Linked DNA regions of Canis lupus: region 1 is linked to region 2. A link is a contact called in public Hi-C data. All regions are on one chromosome and are shown on one strand. Each heading gives the region's core, a stretch centred on a gene start, on an enhancer-like site or on the middle of the called end of the contact. The rest is flanking DNA. Distances are from core to core; before and after follow the strand shown.

Region 1 (6,972 bases), core at 1,507-4,006, 240 kb after region 2:
GCGAACCTGGAGACCTAGGATCGAATCCCACGTCGGGCTCCCAGTGCATGGAGCCTGCTTCTCCCTCTGCCTATGTCTCTGCCTCTCTCTCTCTGTGTGTGTGTGACTATCATAAATAAAAATTAAAAAAAAAAAAAAGAATTAGGATAATAATCCAAGTGAGACATGATGACAGCATGAATCATGGTTGTAGAGGTGGCAGAAAGCAGTGGATTCTGAACATAATCTGAAGACAGGGCTGACAAAATCTGTCAAGCAAACAAGGAATGTGGAAGAGGAATCAAGTATAACTCCAAGGTATTTTGGACAGGAACTAAAATACTAAAGTTACCATTAACTGTGAAAGTTAGATGTAACTATAAAAATCCAATTGGAGAGATCAGGTAGGTAGCTGGATACTTGTGTCTGGAGTTGAAGGAAAAGGTTCAGGCTAGAGGTTTAAGTTTGGGAACTGTCAACGTTTAGATGGAATTTAAAGCCATGAACCAGAATGAGCTCCTCAAAGGAGAGTGTGTAGACAGACAGAGGCCCAAGAACTTAGGGAGACTTAGGGTACTCCATGTCTAAGAGGTTGAGGCAGGTGAGGCAGGACCAGAAATGAGATTGAGAAGAATAGCCAGTAAGATAAAACCAGAAGAGTCTGGTGTCCTGGCAAACGCACACAGTGTTTCCAGAGGGAAGTAGTAAGGTCAAATGCTGCTGACAGTTCACTGAGAATGGACTATGGGATTTAGCAAAGTAGACGTCAGTGATCACGATCTTAAGAACAGTTTCTAGTGAAATGGTGGGTGGGGAGAAAGCGTGTCTGAAGTTGATTCAAGAGAAAGTAGTAAAGGAAATAAACGAGTACAAATATCTCTTAAAGGACGTTGCTGTCAAAGGGAAGGGAAATGAGGAGGAGCTAAAGGAGCCAGTGAGATGAAGAGTGTGTGTGTGTGTTTTTTTTTAACTTAAAGAAAGACTTAGTACATACACTGGTGATAATGATCCAGAGGAGAGCAGAAGAGTATTGCTGCAGGGATGTCCCTAAGTAAATGGAAAAGGATGGGTGGGATCTAGTTGCACAAGGGCACACTGATTTTAGATTTGTGGACAGCTCATCCACTCTAACAGGAGGGAAGGAAGACAGAGTGTATGATAACGGGTGGTAGTACTAGGTTTCTGTGTTTGCAAAGCTTATGGAAGTTCTCTCTCTTTCTCTCTCTTGTTTTTTAGCAAAGCAGGGTATGGGAAACCTGAGAGGTTTGTCGGGATGGTTCATCAGATTGGGAACATGAATAGATTAGTAAAATGTAACTGATGGCCAGATGGCATCAAGGGCTACATGAGGTTAGTGGTCATGAATTTAGATGTTTTTTCCTCAGGGTGAGGAGACAGATCAGACAGTGTGTGGGATTTAATCAGAGTTGAAATTTTGCCAAGTGAGGGAAACCACTTGAGAGAGGAACAGTGATTATGTCAGTTGACAACAGATTAAATAGGTACACATTCATGCTTTGTCTACTCTCATAATATTACAGGCCATTTTTTTTTAAAGATTTATTTATTTATTCATGATAGACACAGAGAGAGGGAGAGACACAGGCAGAGGGAGAAGCAGGGTCCATGCAGGGAGCCTGACGTGGGACTCGATCCCGGGACTCCAGGACCACACCCTGGGCCAAAGGCAGGCGCCAAACCGCTGAGCCACCCAGGGATCCCCAGGCCATGTTTTTCTCACGAAGATCATTATTAGAAAATCGTCAGGAGATCAGAAATGGGACAAAAACGGACTGACTGCCTATTACACGGCAGGTTCTTTGCTAATACCTCCAGAAGAACCTCCAATTTTGGGACCTTTTAAATATCAAATTATTCTCTATAGACTACGAACGTACTGAAAGCAATATCTTCATTCATTTTTGGGTTTCGTATCACCAAACGTCAAGCTTAGTGCTCTGCACACAACACATACTGTGGATTCAATAACCACAAAGGATGAAACCTGAAATTCAGGAAAATTTGATACAGGTTATGGACCATAAGGATGACAATGTTTATCTATGAAAGGGAGAATGTCTAAGACCTAAAAAGCCTGGGCGTGAACTCCAATGTCAACATAATCTTCGAGGATCCGTTCGCAGCGTTAAGTCTCACCAGCAAACCGCCGTGGGATGGTGAGTTTTCACTATAGGTAGCCGTGTAAAAGCTCCACTGATCCCGGACAGGTATGCCAAGCATCGAGCTGAGGACTATATTGGAGGACCCTGAAACTCGTTGATTTTTACTGTCCTAAAAAGCTGCTATATAGATCCCATCGCCTCCCACGGCCCCCAGATCCCGCAGCGCCATTTTCCGCCCAAGGCCACCCCACAGCTGACAACTCACGCAGATGGTTATCTTCAGCACTCCGTGGTTATAGTCTCGGTACAACTCCTTGGCCTCCTGGTTGCATTCGATGCACCTGTACTGGCAGGGCGCCGAGGCAGCAGTAGGCGCTGCTGCAACCCCTTCCGCATTCCCCTTGCCCGCGGCCACCCCTTCTGGGTTCCCCTTGCCCGGCCGTAGCCCACTCCGCCCACCCGTGCCCATTTCCACGCAACTGCACCCGGGAACTTCCGATTCAGTGGCGGGGCGGGTGCGTGGGGGCGGCGGGGAACGTCAGAAATCAGACCGGAAAGCCTGTCCCCTGCGGTGCTTGCTGGGATTCGTAGTCTCAGTCCCAGAGAGGGAGCTCGCGGCGGGCCGAGCTGGGACTACAACTACCAGCAGGCAACGCCACTCCCCCTCCCCGCCCCCTTGCCACGGCCCACCTGCCCGCCGCGGGTTCAGGCCGAGAGGCCGCAGCGTGCGGCGAGGGCCGCCGCACATGCGCCTTGAGGAAAGATGGCACCTGCCGGCTGCTGCTGCTGCTACTGCTGCTGGGGCGGCGCTGTGGCCGCCGCGGACGCCGTCCGGCGCGTCCTGGTGCTGCTGCTGCTGGGGGTCCTGTCCGCCGGGCCGCGCCCGGGCGCCCTGGCCACCGAGCACTACTCGCCGCTGTCCCTGCTCAAGCAGGAGCTGCAGCACCGGCAGCAGCAGGAGGCCCCGGCAGGCGGCGGCTGCAGCCCGCAGTCCGGGGACTGGGGAGACCAGTACTCGGTCGAGTGTGGCGGTGAGTGGGCGGCGGCGGCGGCGGCGGCGGGCGGGCGTGCGGGGCGGCGGGGCCGTGGGGACTGCGGGCGGGCCCGGGCCTCGCCGCCGCCAGCCGCCAGCCGCCAGCCGCCAGCCGCCGCGCGGCGTGTGTTCCCGCGGGAGCCGGCCCCGCCGGGTGTCACGCTGGGGCCGCTTCCCGCCGCTCGCACCCGCGCCGCTGCGCGCCCTCCTGTCGTACCGCCGTGGCGAGGGTGGCGAATGGGGAAAAGGGCTGACAGCGTGTCCCTGCGGCCAGAGCGGCCTCTCCGGAGGCCTGCCGACTGCTGGAAGGGTGGAAGAGGAGATGGCCAGTGGCCGGTGCCCGCCCCGGGCCCCGAGGGTGCGGGGGCGGCGAGGGAGGGGCCGACGGACCAAGGAGGACGCGCCCGCGGTGGGGCCGGTGCCGGACAGCGGACGCCCGGAAATCAGGTGTTCTGACCTCCCGGGTTGCTGTCTTGTATTACACGCGACCTCTAAAGATCTGCTGCCTGAGGGAAACGAGGGAACACAAGAGCGAGCCCATTTGATCTGCTCGTTGACCTCTTGCTTCCAGTTATCGAAGACGGACCTGTGACCTGGCCTGTGCCTCCCAGAGGGCAGGAGGGGCTCCGCAGGCCTCGGGCCCGCGCGTCAGAGCTGCGTGTGCTTCGGCTCGAGGATCGAGGGTCGCGGATCGAGGGTCGCGGCGCGCCCAGTCACGGGGGTGGGCGCTGTTGCCGTCAGTCTAGGAAATCATGGCAGACGCCTCAGGAGCAGAATACGCGTCCGCAGTTTCTTTTGTTTTGTTTTGAGATTCTCCGGTGGGTCTCTCGCCCTTCAAATCCCTCCCCTTCCTTTCCCCTTCCCGTCCTTTTCCTCTTCCCCCGAATTCCCTGAAGGCGTTGCTTAGCTGGGTCTGCCTAACTCAAACTCACCAGAAGCTGGCTGGTTCCTTCTAGGGCCTGACAGCAGCGTTCTCTACTATTGTGTGACTCGGAAGACAGATGCAATGTCAAAGATTAGCACACTCTGATTTCCTTTAAGCACAATCTGACTGCCTTAAGGAAGTCTCACCCGCTGGAGGGTATGTGACTTCTTTATTTCGAGGTAGGCCTTGGCTAGTAACGGTGTAAAAAACATGGCCTGCGTTGCAGGGTGGGAAGGGATCGGCTTTTACCCCTGACGCCCTCTGTGACTCTCTGAACACGTTGATTGCTTGTCTTTGCAAAATTGCCTCCTCTAAATTGGAAGACACTGTTACCTAATTACAGGGTTTCATTTTCTTCACAAGAATGCTGTGAGGAAAGTGAGAATAGCCAGCACATAGGGAGTGCTTGCTGTATGCCAGATGATGTCGTAAGAACTTTAGGTTGCTTAGCCTCTTCTCTTAAATCTGTCGGCACACCAGCCACTACTTCATTGAGTGGTAACTCCTTTTCCTCAGATGGGGAAACAGACACAGAGAAATCACCCCAACTTTGTCTTAGACCCCCAGTACTTACAGGTAGGAAACCACATTTCTAGTATTTGCCAGCCTGTGGTACGTTATTATGTAAATCTTCATTTGCCTTTTCCTCCTGTAGTCGTGTGATGCTCACTGGCTCAGGGAGACCCAGATTCTAGGCAATGGAAGATACAGTAAATTTCTTTCTTCTTTTTTTTTTTTTTTTAAATTATTTATTCATGAGAGACACAGAGAATGAGGCAGGGACGTAGGCAGAGGGAGAAGCAGGCTCCCCATGGGGGAGACCCCGATGCAAGACTTGATCCCAGGACCCGGGAATCACGGCCAGAGCCAAAGGCAGACGCTCAACCATTGAGCCAGCCAGGCGTCCCTACAGATTGATTTCTAGTATGAAATTGATTGATATTCTTGACCTAGGTGGATCATTTCACTGTGTGACATCAGGCTTCTGCCAGTGTTTGACTCCGTATTTGAGCCAACTCTGACCTGTCTCCTGCTTTTCCTCTAGATCATAAAGGTTTTCATGAACTAAGTGTTTGGAGAAATTCTTCTGTCCGTTCTACCAATTCCCTCATACGTGGAAACCATCATCTAGTATTCTCTGCTTCAGAGGTTGAACACTATATTATGAGGTTTTAAGCATAATTTATTCAAATGTTTCAAATTTTTATTTATCTCCCCCACGTAGTACTTATTTTCTTAGTTTGGAATTACAAGTGTGCTGTTACAAATGTGTGGCCTGAGTCTTTGAGCCAGCCGCCCCTGGGCCAACAGGAATGTCCCGTAGCTGCTGACAGGTGCGAAAGTGGCTTGGCTGCTGCTGCTGTCAGCCCCAGTTAATCATTCTCAAAAGCAACTGCTTACGCTACTTGACACTCCAGCTGTTTCTCTTAGCTTTACTGGCTGCGGTATGTGACAGAAGCCATCTCTATCGTGGTAGCGACTCCCAAAGTGTCTCTCATTTCTCTCTCCTCGTCTTGGACAAGTAGGTAGAAGCCGGGCGCTATGAAACCTGCCCCGGTTCCCTCACTGTCCTAAGAAGAACGGATGTAGGAACAAATTCAGGCTTTACAACTAATCGTATCGTAGCTCATGTTCTGAATCCAGAATCCCCTTCTGATCAACATAAGGGCCAAGATAAGTGCCAGGAAGTAGATCACGCCAGTTCTTCAGAGCCTCACCATCTGTTAATCGTATCCTCATCCCTTGCTGACCTTTCCAGCCACAAGCCTGTCCATATCAAGCCAGTCCCTATCCAGGAGACAGATACAGAAGCCACTTTTCAGAAGTCTTCCCACAGCTTTTGGATTCTAAGTCTCCACACCTTTGGATGGCTGCGTGTGTATTCTCTTAAGACAGAACCCCTGGTGATTATAGAACCAAAGACAACAGCTGGTGGGAGGGGAGCCTGTAGGTCTGAACACAGCACTGGCAATGACTGATTGTGCTGTGTGGACCACCATCACATGGAATCCAGTGCCCCGAGAGCAGCCTCATGCTCAGTGGGCTGAGCCCCACTGAGGTCCAGCTGTAGACACAAGCATGCATGACCCAGGCGCCAGGGCTGACTGACTTTGCCAGGCCGCCTTCAGCTTTCTTCTCCAGCACAGGTTTTACCTTTTATTTGAAAGGCATGTATAACCACAGATGTCAGATCATCTCTGTTTTCCTGTGGGAAAAATAATTTACTTTTTTGTTTGTTTGTTTGTTTGTTTTTAGGATGCTTTACTGCACCTAGTACTTTGGACTATTGAGCTAGAATGGATCTGTCCTTTCACAGGAAAGCCATCTGTGAGCCTACTACTTGCTACTCAGTATTCTGGGCCTTGGGGATATAGCACAGCTGGCTGACTTGCCCTAGTGAAGTCTGCGTTCTGGTGGGGGAAGAGATCAGTGTTTAGTAGGCCTACAGATAGGTGCCTTGAAGAGTAAAAAGTGCTGTGCTACTTTGCAAGGGGGCCAGGGAAGGCCTCTGGTAAAGTGGCATGAACAGAGCCCTGGACAGAGTGAGCTTTGGAGAGATCTTAGAGATGTCTTAATTTGACACCCCAGTGTTGTAGATCTAGTGAATTAAAGTCTAGATAAGCTGAACCCTGTCTGTTGATTGAAGACTTCATCTCTCTCTCTTCTCTTCCTGCGAAAGCTAACTGTATCTCATTCAAAGGTGGTATTCATCTGGTATTAAATACATCTACGTGTTCTTACAAACTAAGATGTAATAGTTCAAACGTGTACTTCTTGTAATTGTTTCAAAATACTTTTGGTTTTCCTTCTTTGAAAATATAGTACTTATAAGAACAATGATTCTGATTTTTTTTTCTTTTTATTGCCCTTTTTTTAAAAAAGATTTTATTTATTTATTCATGAGAGAGAGA
Region 2 (7,075 bases), core at 246-2,745:
ATTAGCAGTCAGAAAATGAGGTCAAAATAGTTCTACCACAGATGTGGAATGAAAAGGTCAATGAGGAGAGAGGTTAAAGTAATAATCCTCACACAAGTGGACAGTTGACAGCAATTACAAACCCAGAGCTCTCCACATCAAGGAAAGAGAAGTTTCCCCAAGTTCCAAAGAATACTGGTGTCCCAATGTGAAGGTAGCCCTCTATATCGCTTCTTTTGAAACTGAGATTTTTGTTTACCTTCTCTTGTCTTTTTGCTGCTGTGATCTTCCTACACAAATTAATACTGTATTTAAGTCAGAGACTGCCACTAACCTGGACACAGTAACGTGCTTTTAAAATGTATTCTTTTAATATCCCTGTAGACATAATTTAGTGGTTAAAAAAAAAAAAAAGATCAGTTGCCCCACAATTGTGCAATTTTGAGAACTACAAACCGTTTACCTCATAATTTCTTCACATAAATTGTGAGTGACCAACATTCCGGTGGCAAAAAAGATCGGTGAAAATCGGGAGGGGCGTAGGGGTGCGGGGGGCCGGGAGGCAAGCTGTGGAGAGGCTGGGTGGCCTCTCGGAAGATGCCTGTCTTCCGAAATGACTACTGCAAAAAGTACGGATGGAAGACAAAAACGCAATAAAAATTTCCGGAAGTTCCAAATCTTCCTAGATTAAAGACTTTCCGTCTTTCGAATCCTATGCCCACATGCAAGCCCAACACTTTTCTCCCAGGACCGCGGCAGCAGCAGGGCGGGGCGGGGCGGGGAGCCGCAGGCTGATGCCTCTGCCGCCGGGTCGGACCCGCAGGTCTCTCGGGTTTACCCGAAGGCTGGCCCTCGCCAGGGGCGGAACGGTCCATTCTCGCGTCGCGTTCCGGTATCGGGGGCTCTCTGAAGGCCCCGTGCCTGGCGGAGGGTACGAGAAGGAATGAGTGGAAAGGAACCACCGGAGCCACCACCCATAGAAACTTCTAAAAGCGCACACACACTTACACACGCACCGATACCCCGTTGCCTTGGAAACCAAGTCAAGCACCCAACCCCTCCCGCGCGGCCCCGGAACCCACTCTCGGGAGCCGGGGGGCCGGAGGGGTCGTGGCCCGCAGGAGGCCGGGGCCGGGCGGGTGGAGTCCTCTCCGGCGGCCCCGCCCCGGGCCTCTTTCCCCTGGGCGCCTACCGAGTAGAGGAGCACGACAGCGCCGGGACTGGCGGAGCCGACGGAGAAACGGGAGTTAGAGGAGCTGGAAGAATCCATGGTGCGGCTGCCGTCCCGGGCGGGGCCTGACATTCTTTGCTAGGCGGTGGTGGTGCTGCCGCTGCTGGGGGCGGTTCTTCCGCGCAGGGCGGCCCGACCTCGCCTGGGGCGGCGGCACCCTCCGCTGCCGCTCCGCAGGACCCCGGGCGCCGCCATCTTAACTAGGACGGAAGCCGCGCCGGGACCTGCGACGCGCGCGCTCGCGCACCGCGTCGGAAGTCGGAAGTGCGGGCCGCGCGAGGCGCGGGTGTCGGCGGGCTCGGGGCCTGAGCGCGGCGGGGCGGCCCGCATGGCTCAGGAGCCGGGGCCGGGGGCCCGCGCGCCCGCCGGTTCTCGGGCCCTCCTGGACGCCCTGCTCCGGAACCTCTACGACTTTGGTGAGTGCGGGGCCTCGGCGCCCACGTGGAGAGCGGACTGGGCCGCCCTGGGCGTTCAGGCTAAAGGTTCCCGCAGGCTGAGCAGCCCCAGCGCCTCCGACCTGGGTCCCCGGATGGGTCCGGCACACACCGCTGCGGTGATCGGGCTCTGTTACCCAGGGATCAGACACCCGAGTCGTCCCTGTGTGTGGGCGCCAAGGGGCCCGTCTAAGCACGGCGATGCGCGCGGGGCCTGGGCTCCCGGAACAGCCCACCCTGTCAGTCTCGCGGCCCGCTGGGCAGCCCGCCCTCCCGGCGCCACCCTCCCGCCCCGCGTGCCCCCGGGGCGTCGGCACCACCTTGTCTCGGCCCAGCTCCATCCTTCAGGGTGCCTCTCCGCAGACTTCTTAGATGATTTCACGTAAAGCTTTTCACAGCCTTTTCTAATACCAAGCTGGCCAGTCTGTGCTCTCCTTCAATCTGGCCTGGGGAAAAGGAAATAGAAAGTTATTACAGATTGGCAGCCGCCTGGCACTTCAGCCAGAAGGCGGTTCCACGCGTTCTGAGAACCTGCTCCACGTCAGAGGACATCCCTTGTACACACAACGCAGAGAGCCAAGGCATTAGGGACTTTAAGGAGCAAACATTTCTTAAATTTGTAACCTGATACTGCAAGATCTGTTTTAGCGTGGAGCCATTGGTCGAAATTCTGAGCTTGCTTAAACAGTAAAAAATAATTGTGCAACTACAGCCCCATTTGAAGAAAAATAAAACTTTTTTTTCTTTGTATTTCTGGGTGCGGATAGCCCTGGCTCGCACCTAAGCGCATTCATGTGATTTAACGATTTGATAAAACCAAAGCGATTTATTTTTTCCACTCTGCGTTTGAACAAACAGGAGAAACACAATATGAAGCAGAACAGAAAAGGAGCAAAAAGAAAGGAGAAAACAAGAAGAGAGATGCTGGGACCCCAGCGGCAGTGACAGGAGAGCCAGCTCCCCTACCTGGTTCTCTTGTAAGAGGCCAAAGGAAGAGTGCTTCCAGCTTCTTCAAGGAACTCCAAGAAGAGCTGCAGTGCACTCCTGCTGTGACCCCCGCAGAACCCCCTTCAGGACCAGAAGTCCCTTGTGCTGCAGCATCACCCTCAACCCTGAAGAACAGCAGGGAGCAAGTAGAAGTGATAGAATTTCACAGCAGGAATAAAAAAAGAAAAGAGAAGCTAGATCGAAATGAGAACATGCAGGTAATGAGTTGGTTTATATGTATATGGTGAAAACCCTGATATCACAGTTTTAGATAAGTATCTTTTCCTTTTTTTTTTAAAAGAGTTTTGCGGGGAGCACCTGGGTGGCTCAGTCCGTGAAGTGTCTGCCTTTGGCTCAGGTCATGATCCTGGGGTCCTGGGATTGAGTCCCACAATGGGCTCCCTACTCAGCCAGGAGCTTGCTTCTCATGCTCCCTCTGCCCCTCCCCTTGCTCATACAGGCATGTGCAATCTCTCTCTCTTTCTCTTAAGTAAATAAAACCTTTTTTTAAAAAAGTTTTTATTAAAAAAATTAGAAAGATAAGTTTTTCTTTATTTATCTCTGCACCCAACATGGGGCTTGAACTCATGACCCCAAGATCAAGAGTTGCAAGCTGTAGGGACCGAGCCAGCCAGGCACCGCTAGATGAGTTTCTAGTTTCTATATAGACCACGTCAGGTGTCCCCAGCACCACCCGTAAGCTTGAGGATTTGCTAAAAGCACTCACAGGACTCAACACTCAGCATGTAGTCATCATCACAGGTACAAATTACCACTGCAAAAGGATACAGAGTGAAAGCTAGTGAAGGGAAAAGCCTGATTGGGTCAGGCCAGAGGAAACCAAGTGCAAGTGTCTAGATATCCCCTCCCAGTGGTGTTGCATGGGATGTTTCATATCCCCAGCAGTGTCCTCTGACAGTATGTGGGAAGTGTTGCTAACCACTTTCAACCCCAGCCTGGGTGTCCACGGTTTTTGTTAGAGGTCAGTTATGTAGACATGCAGACTGACCTTAGTTACTAAAGCTCTAGACCCCTAGAATAAAAGCAGGTATTCTCCATAAATCACAGTGTTAGGATAAATGATCTGGGCAGACTTGGTGTGGCTTGGCTCAAGGCTTGGGGATGCAAAAACACTCTTATCAGACAATATTCCAATTGGTCAGCTCCCAGGAGCCAGCCAAGGGCCAAATATGAAAATAAGACTTTCTTAGGAATCTGCAGAGTTTGAGAAATGCAAGCCTGCTGAGTGGATCTTTTCATACCGATAAGCCTTCTGCTTGACGGTGCTCAGAGAAAACTGAGTCATTCGACAACTGTTTCTGGCTGCTGTTTCAGGCACCGGGATACAGCATTGAGCAAGAGAGAAAACTGTTCTCTCTCAAGGAACTTACATTCTGTTGGAAAGCAGTTTGATTTCACTGAGCAGTAATCTCTCTCAGACTGAATTTTGTAAGCCTTACTCAAAATTCAGGCCAAGAGAGAGATGTCATTGCTTATCCAGCTTTTCCCACAAGGATATTATAGTTTTGTCAAATATATTGCAAAAATCCAAATATTCTATTTCTGTTGGATTCTTCATGTCCTATAAACTTTTGTCTCATAAAAGGAAAAAGGGATTGTATTAGTTTCCTAGGGCTGCTGGATGGAAATTTGGTCTCTCCTAGTTCTGGAGGCCACAAAAGCCACAATCAAGGTGTTGGCTAGGCACACTCCTCTCTGAAAGGGAATCCTTCCTTCCTTCTTTCAGCTTGTGGTGTCTCTAAACATTCTTTAGCTTGTGGCTGCATCATCCTAAACTCTGCCTCCATCTGCATGTGGCTCTCTATATGTTTGAGTCTCAAATCTCCCTCTGCCCTTATTGTAAGACAGCTGTTATTAGATTTAGGGCCCACCTGAAATCTAGGTTGGGTCTCATCATGAGATCTTTAACTTAATTACCCTACAAAGACCCTTTTTCCAAGTAAGATCCATTCATTGATTCTGGGGATTAGGACATGGACATGTCTTTTTGGAGACAGCAGTTCAACCCACCACAAAGATAGGCGTGCATCCTTCTTGATGAACTTGTGATCACATGCTAGTGTCCAGTGCTTTCCACATCTATTTCATGGTTTAAAAAACCATCTGTGTCCTCTTTCCTAGCATTCAGCCAGCTCTTCATGTCACACTCACCAGCATGCCTTCTTCAAAGACTAAGTGCTTTTTGTAATCCTCTACCTTGATTTTAGGATTCTAGGTCAATTTCCAACTCATACTCCAAACATGGGACACTGGGAACTGTTAAGGCAGGATAGGAAGTGGATTCCCTTGGCCCTTCAGCCAGCCAGGGAACTTACAGTGATTGGTATTACCACAGCCAACTGTTGTGCACCTTACCAAGAGTAGTATTTTCTCTATGTGCCACACAAAGGAAAAGGTTGGCTTTGCATTATATCTAATTCTGCATTTGGAGAATTTAGCGAACAAAGCATCTGAGTACCTTCCCTCATTTCTTCAGGTGTCTCGGTCTTCTGTTTCCTCTTACACTTGCTGGGTTCTTTCTAGAATGGAAAGTTTCTAATAGGACAAAAACGTTGGCATTGAATGGGTGCATTTCTCTGTCTCTTAATAATAGAACATTTGCTGCCGACTGTTGGATTCTTTCTTCCCTTTCCGATCTTCTTCCCTTCCCTTCCCTTTTTTTTTTTTTTTTTTAAGATTTTATTTATTTATTCATGAGATAGAGAGACAGAGACATAGGCAGAGGAAGAAGCAGGCTCCATGCAGAGAGCCGGACCCTGGACTCCATCCCAGGTCTTCAGGATCACGCCCTGGGCTGAAGGGGGTGCTAAACCGCTGAGCCACCCGGGCTGCCCTTCCCTTCCCTTTTGATCCCTTTTTCACTGTAGTTGGCTTTTCTCAGGAACTTCAGTTCATTTGACATTTTGGATTTCCTGACTTTAATGAAATTTTTCAGTTGTCCTTGGCGTTCTGTCCTTTCCTCCTTTTTAAAATTTATCCTTTGAACACATGAATGTGTCTGGCTAAAGAGACAGATTATGAACACAGTGAAAACACGTAAGCCTGTACAAGACTTCAGGATGTTTACATTGCAACATGTAAACAAATACCAGTGAATATGACGCTAGTTATTAATGGCATATCCTGGGAATGCCAGCTAAGGAATAGTCAGTCGGTCAGTTGGGAGTAATTAGGATATGTGATGCTATGCTAAGAGTTTGTATAATGTGGTAAAAGATAGTTGTGACCCCTGTTTTCTGAAAGCTTACAGGTCATTGTAGGACAGTTCAGACAGACATGGAATCAGCAAAAATGTCTAATAAGATAATGATAGCCTGCATGGAGTCAGCTAGTTGTCTTTGGAGAATACATGAGAGGTACTGACAAGTTGGACAACCCAGCTGGCCCTGCCTGAACCCAGGAAATGACCTTCTTTCCCTAGGCTTGTGCCATAAGTACTGTGGTTAAACTACATTGTATATCGAAACAGGTGTTCATGGTGTGGTATGGTGATTTAAATACAAAATATATATATATATATTTGGTCTTTGTCCCCCATTTCTAGTGCAGAACTCCTATAACCCTTATAGTTCCCTAAGTGATGAGAGAGTAAAGGTATCTTTTATAGTGAGTGAATTAGGGCAGGTTGCCAGGAGAATCAACCACATGATTAGAAATTTGGAATTTTCAATCCCATCTCCTTGACCTCTGGGGGGAAATAATGGGCTCAATTAATTGCCTGTGGTCAATGATTTAATCTGTCATACTTTATGAAATGAAGCCTCTGTAGAAACCCAAAGAGTTTGGAAAGTTTTTGGGTTGGTGATGGTGTGGAGGTGCTTGGAGACTGACACACTCAGAGAAGACATGGAAATGCCTCGTCCTGTCCCACATTATCTTACTCTGTACATCCCCCCATCTGGCTCGTCCTGAGTTATATTCTTTTTTGTTTGTTTTTGTTTTAAGATTTTATTTATTTATTCATGAGAGACAGAGAGAGAGGCAGAGACACAGGCAGAGGGAGAAGCAGGCTCCACGCAGGGAGCCTGACGTGGGACTCAATCCGGGGACTCCAGGATTACACCCCAGGCCAAAGGCAGGCGCCAAACCGTTGAGCCACCCAGGGATCCCCTATATTCTTTTATAATAAACTAGTGCTCTAGTAAGTTAGACAGGTTTCTTGCATTCTGTGAGCCACCCTGGCAAACTAATGGAACCCAAGGAGGGAGTCATGGGAACTTTTAATCTGTAGGTGGTTGGTCAGAAGCACACACAGGTCACAGCATGAACTTGCAGCTGGAGAATGAGATGGGTGGCCATCTTGTAGGACTGAGCCCTCAACCTGTGTAATCTGATGCTATCTCCAGATAGAGAGTGTCACCATTAGTTTGAATTGTAGCTGGTGTGGGAGCATTGCTATGTGGGGGAACCCTCCCCATAACAC

The links. A called contact is a pair of places that touch in the nucleus more often than the background predicts.
Region 1: a Hi-C map of blood shows a contact between it and region 2, with 2.0 times the contacts expected there. The contact joins the promoter of ARV1 here to the promoter of C4H1orf131 in region 2. A contact is called at or near these places in 2 of 9 Hi-C or Micro-C datasets (both in blood).

The regions. Positions count from the first base shown.
Region 1 is chr4:8,802,802-8,809,773 of UU_Cfam_GSD_1.0, forward strand. It overlaps ARV1 (protein ARV1), which reads right to left and starts at 2,757. Exons shown (of 6, transcript XM_038533933.1): 1 at 2,368-2,757. The coding sequence starts at 2,571. TTC13 (tetratricopeptide repeat protein 13) reads left to right here and starts at 2,838. Exons shown (of 24, transcript XM_038533928.1): 1 at 2,838-3,133. The coding sequence starts at 2,866.
Region 2 is chr4:8,567,807-8,574,881 of UU_Cfam_GSD_1.0, forward strand. C4H1orf131 reads left to right here and starts at 1,496. Exons shown (of 7, transcript XM_038533920.1): 1 at 1,496-1,626; 2 at 2,503-2,849. The coding sequence starts at 1,539. GNPAT (dihydroxyacetone phosphate acyltransferase) reads right to left here and starts at 2,127. Exons shown (of 16, transcript XM_038533917.1): 1 at 1,965-2,127. The coding sequence starts at 1,985.